Linked DNA regions of Oryctolagus cuniculus: region 1 is linked to region 2. The links are chromatin contacts, called in public Hi-C maps. All regions are on one chromosome and are shown on one strand. Each heading gives the region's core, a stretch centred on a gene start, on an enhancer-like site or on the middle of the called end of the contact. The rest is flanking DNA. Distances are from core to core; before and after follow the strand shown. Region 1 holds the start of FADS1 (fatty acid desaturase 1). Region 2 has its middle 39 kb from the start of FADS1.

Region 1 (2,700 bases), core at 66-2,565, 39 kb after region 2:
TGGACTGAAAAAGACTGATCTCAAAGGGTCTGACTCGGGCTAAGCAGCAGCTTTGGATGCCAGCATCCCACACTGGCCTGCCAGTTCCATTCCTGGCTGCTCTGCTTCTGAGCCAGCTTCCTGCTAATGCTCCTGAGGCGGCAGAGGAAGATGGCCCAAGTACTCGGGCTCCTGCCAACCCATGTGGGAGACCAGGATGGAATTCCTGGCTTCAGGCTGGCCCAGATCTGGCTGTTGCAGATTCTGGGAGTGAATCATCAGATGGAAAATTTCTGACTCTTTGTTACTCTGCCTTTCAAATCAATACAAAATCTTCAAATGAAAAAAACCTCTAATCTCATAGAAGTAGAAAGTAGATGGTGGTTACCAAAAACTGGACTGGTTAGAGAGTGGTCAGAGGACATATAATCGCTTACAGGAGGAGAAAGTTCAAGAGATGGACTGGCCAGCAAGGGAGCTATAGTTAGTGACCACATATCGTGGTCGTCGAAACGGCAAAAAGAAACTGCACTTTGAGTAAGCTCGCCACGAACATCCTAATTATGTGAGGTCATGCATAATTAGCTATATTTAACCATTCCACAACATATACACAAGTATACTTCGCTACATGTTGTACATGATGCATTCGATTTTATCTCTCAACTTAAGAAAAAAAAAAAGCGCTGGGAACTGTTAAATTCAATCTGGCCTCACAGCTACCCTTCTAGTCAAGGAACCAGAACCGAGGTAAACACGCAGCCTGCAACCGAACGGAACCGCGCGCTCCCGTGCCCAGCAGCGGAGTCCCGGCCAATCGCGGCGGCCGAGCTCTCAGCCAATCACGGGCTGCGAACGGCCCGGCCATTTCCAAATAAGGAGAAGCCGGGAACCGCAGCCAATCAGGCCGCTTCTGCCTGTTGCTGATGCTACTTTTTTTTTTTTTTCCTACAAACCGCGGCTGCCCGCCTTGCTGAGGAGGAACGCTCCGAATCTTTAGTGGACAGGTCAAAGGAGATCTTTGCGCAAATAAATTCTGTTAAGTCCACCCAGAGCTCCGCCCACTTCCAACGCCTACTCCCTGAGGGCCCTCTGCCTCGGCAGCCCGGCCGCGCCGGGAACCGTTATTCCGTCCGCGCCGCCCTCAGGCAGCCGTCACCTCAGCATTCCGCCGGACGCCGCTCAGGAAGTGGAACGAGGGCGACCCCTTTAAGGAGCCTGCGGTCGTCCAGGTCCCCCCGCCGGCGCCCGCCCCCGAGGACCGGCGCGGGGCGGGGCCTGCGCCCCGCGCCACGCGGCGCAGCCAATAGGAGCGCGCGCTGCCCGGCTCGGCGGTCCGCTCCGCGGGTGCTGAAAACCCGGCGCGCGGGCGACGGCGCACGGGCGCGCGCCAGCGGACCCGCTCCCGGAGCCCGCGAGACCGCCGTGCGCTACCCCGCGGGCCCCGAGCGCGCGCGCCTGACAAGCCCCTGCCGGGCCGGCGCGCGGCGTCGCCAGGCCGGCGATGGCCCCCGAGACCCCGGCCGAGGGGCCCAGCCCGCGCTACTTCACCTGGGACGAGGTGGCACTGCACTCCGGACGCGAGAAGGAGCGGTGGCTCGTGATCGACCGGAAGGTGTACAACATCAGCGAGTTCGTCCGCCGGCACCCGGGGGGCTCCCGGGTCATCAGCCACTACGCCGGGCAGGATGCCACGGTGAGCGGCGCCGGGCGGGGGCGGGGCCGGGCGGCTGCAGCCCGAGGCTGCCTGCGCGGGAGACAGGAAGTTTGGCATCCTGGGGGCCGAACACCGACAGATCTGGGCGCCCCGGCCAACCTGTTGTCGGGTGGTTGGGAGTCCCGTGGACGCAGGTGGCCAGGGCAGGAGAGGGGCTTTGGAAACCAGGCCGACGGGTGGGGATGGAGTCCCGCAACGTGCGCACGCACACAAAGGACTTGCGTTGCCAACCCGTGCATTCGGCCCGCAGCCCCCGGGCGCCTCACGACCCGAAGCTGGGCCGAAGCAGGGGAGCGAGAATGCATGGCGCAGGCAGCGTTGGTGCGGCCGGGATCGGGAGGCGCGAGGGAAGGGGGGCTCCGTGTCAGAGGGACGGAGGCCCGGCCCGGCCCGCGGCCTCGCCTCGACGCTTACCCGGCTCGCGAGCTGGGGCGCCGCAGGGAGCAGGAGAGGGGCTGTAACGGGCCCCCCTGCGTGGTGTGAAGCGGGAAGGGTGGGGAGGGGGCTGCAGTGGCCCGAGGGGCCGGCGGGGCGGGCGCACTGGGAGAAGCGGCGGCGGCGTGATGGAGGTGGGGCGCCGGCACATGCACACACTGAGCGGGGATCCTGGCGGTGCGGGCGGCCACTCCGCGGCAGGCCGGCGCTGAGGAGGGCTGTTCTGTTCCGGGGTCGCGTCCCCCGCTCCCCGGAGCCTCGCTGCAGAGGCAGCGCCCCCCCCCAGCCCCAGCCCCAGCCCCGCTGCTTTGCGGACCACCCGCTCTCGGGGCTAAGGCGGGAGCGCCCAGGGTGGGAGCGCCGGGCCCTCCCTGGGGGGCGTTGGCGTCACCGCATTTCCCTCTCCAGGGCCCCCGACCATCGCTCTAACATCCCAGAGCGCGTCGGGTCTCCGGGCTTCCCGGTGGGTCTCGGCCGAGCTTAGACGCTGTGGGACGAGGACCCGCTCCTCGATCCGAGGCAGCCCGCCTAGAGGGCGAAAACAGAGCCTGCACCGGGCACCGCGGTGT
Region 2 (2,700 bases), core at 43-2,542:
AAGAGCCACTTGCCAAGGCCTCTGAACCAGGGTGGGTGGCCAACACCACCATTTTCACCCTGATCTCATCTGAAAGGTCTTTTTTTTTTTTAAGTAATTGATTTGTTATTTGAAAGGAAGAATGACAGAGAAGAAGGGAGGAAGGGAAAAAGAAAGAGGGGGGGAGAGAGACAGACAGACAGACAGACAAAAAGGAAGGAAGGAAGGAAGGAAGGAAGGAAGGAAGGAAGGAAGGAAGGAAGAGAGAAAGAGGATGAACCTCCCCAAATGGCCACCCAGCCATGGCTGGGCCAAGCTGAAGCCAGGAGCCAGGAACTCCATCCAGATCTCCCATGTGGGTGGCTGGGTGACGGGGCCCAAGTGCTTGGGTCATCATCTGCTGCCTTCCCAGGTGCATTAACAGGAAGCTGGATCTGGACCGGAAGCAGAGCAGCTGGGGCTCCAACCTGCTGCACCACATCTGGAAGGCCTCAATTTGTTTAGGAAGCTATAACAAGATGCCGTAGATGGGGCAGTTCGTAAACAACACACATTTATTTCTCGCAGTTCTGGAGGCTGGGAGGTCAAGGTCACAGTGCTGGCAGACCTGGTGTCTGGTGAGGACCCAGTCCCTGGTTCTTAGCTAGACGGTGTCTTTTCACTGTAACCTTACACGGTGGAAGGGCCAGGCTCTCTCTCCCTCTGGCTTAGAGAACTAGTCCCATTTGTGAGGGCTACGCTTTTGGAACTCCCACCCACTAACAACTTCACCACAGGGGGTTGAGATTTCAACACATAAATGTTAGGGAAACACAAATATTTAGAGCCTAACATTGGCCAAGCCACAAGAGAGACCCAAGTGCTCCACAAGAACTTCAGGGCTTTCTCAAGTCCTTGGCTGAGTGCTGATGGGAATATGTGGGAGTCGGGGAAGAACCACCAGAAAGTTGCATGCCAGATGGCTCCTGGGGCACACCCAGGACTAGAAGTGGTCCCAGCAGCCAGAGTGCAGAGCCCTTATAACACAAAGGGCCATGCCTTGGAAATGGGAATGAGTCAGACCCGCATCCACAGCTGTGATGGACCCACCCTGAAAAAGTTTAAAAGCAAGTCTCAAGGGCATCAAACTGATTCCAAGTTCCTAATTGCTCACCACAACGAAGGCAAACGCTATTTGAATAAATACAACCACTCCATCCTGTGTCAGTGTAAAATCGACAATGTCTGGCAGCTGATCAGATATTACTGTGTATGCAAACAAGCAACACAAATGGCCCCTTACCCTGGAGACGAATCCGTCAATAGCAACAGATCCAGGATTGACAGAGATGATGGAATTAGCAGACATGAGTGCTAAAGGACCTATTGTAAACATGCTCCCGATGTTCAAGTAGTTAGAGTATAACAGGAACAATACAAGGAAGGAAATGAAAGATACAAAGAGACCCAAATGGAACTTCTGAAGATGAAAACTATAATCTGATACGAACAGTACACTGGATGGGATAAACAGCACAGAAGATAGGGCAGGAAAAAGGATCAGTGGGCCTGAGGCATATAAATAGAAACTACCCCAAGGGAAGAATGGAGAAAGACAAACCAAAAATAATTAACAAAAAATTAAGGATGTGGGGCTGGCATCGTGGCGCAGCAGGTTAAGCCACAACCTGCAACGCCAGCTTCCTCACTGGAGCACCAGCTCAAGTCCCAGCTGCTCCACTTTCAATTCATCCCCCTGTTAATGCACCCAGGAAAGCAGGGCAAGATGGCCCAAGTGCTTGGGCCCTGCCACCCATGTGGGAGACCTGGACGGAGCTCTAGGCTCCTGACTTCAGTCTGGACCAGCCCCAGTCATTGCGGCCATTTAAATCAGCCAGTGAAAGCACGCTCTCTCTCTCTCTAACTCTGCCTTTCAAATAAATAAATTTTTTTTTTTTTTAAATTAAGAGCTCATCAGTGACTTGCAGACACTACCAACCACTCTGACACATTACCTGAATGATGACAGTGGCCACATGCCTCATCTTGAGCTGCAGGACTCTACCCACCTCCCTTGGACCTCTCCAATCTCGGCTCCTTCACTCTCTCATTCATCCACTTCAAGCTAGCCATGCTGGGCTTCTCTTGGTCCACACATGCTGCTCCCCGTACCTGGAGGTTCTCCCCACTCCCAGCTGACTTTTTTTTTTTTTGGACAGGCAGAGTGGACAGTGAGAGAGAGAGAGACAGAGAGAAAGGTCTTCCTTTGCCATTGGTTCACCCTCCAATGGCCGCTGCGGCCAGCACACTGCGCTGATCCGATGGCAGGAGCCAGGTACTTCTCCTGGTCTCCCATGGGGTGCAGGGCCCAAGCACCTGGGCCATCCTCCACTGCACTCCCTGGCCACAGCAGAGAGCTGGCCTGGAAGAGGGGCAACTGGGACAGAATCCGGCGCCCCGACAGGGACTAGAACCCGGTGTGCCAGCACCGCAAGGCGGAGGATTAGCCTAGTGAGCCGCGGCACCGGCCCCAGCTGACTCTTACACCTCTTCTGGATCTCAGCTAAATGTCACGTCCTCAGAGAAGTCCTCCCTGACGTCCCAGCCAAGCTCAGTGCTCTCCGCGCTCTTACCACCCACTCTTCTCCATGGCAGCATTTCGCACATTTGAGATGAATTAATCACAGATTTAATGTTTTCTTCCTTACAGTCTTAGAGTTCAGTGCCATGTGCCTAATGCCT

What was found. Hi-C and Micro-C count contacts between places; a contact is called where the count stands out from the background.
Region 1: a Hi-C map of an unstated tissue shows a contact between it and region 2, with 1.5 times the contacts expected there. The contact joins the promoter of FADS1 here to the enhancer-like site in region 2. A contact is called at or near these places in 3 of 6 Hi-C or Micro-C datasets (psoas muscle, skin fibroblasts and an unstated tissue).

What each region holds. Positions count from the first base shown.
Region 1 is chr1:10,420,643-10,423,342 of mOryCun1.1, forward strand. It overlaps FADS1 (fatty acid desaturase 1), which reads left to right and starts at 1,316. Exons shown (of 12, transcript XM_008274405.4): 1 at 1,316-1,675. The coding sequence starts at 1,484.
Region 2 is chr1:10,381,564-10,384,263 of mOryCun1.1, forward strand. No RefSeq gene overlaps it. Among named protein-coding and RNA genes, the nearest start is that of FADS1, 39 kb to the right of the region's middle. Within about 2 kb of position 1,293, at least 2 of the 8 cell types and tissues checked have an H3K27ac peak or open chromatin away from gene starts, as enhancers often do.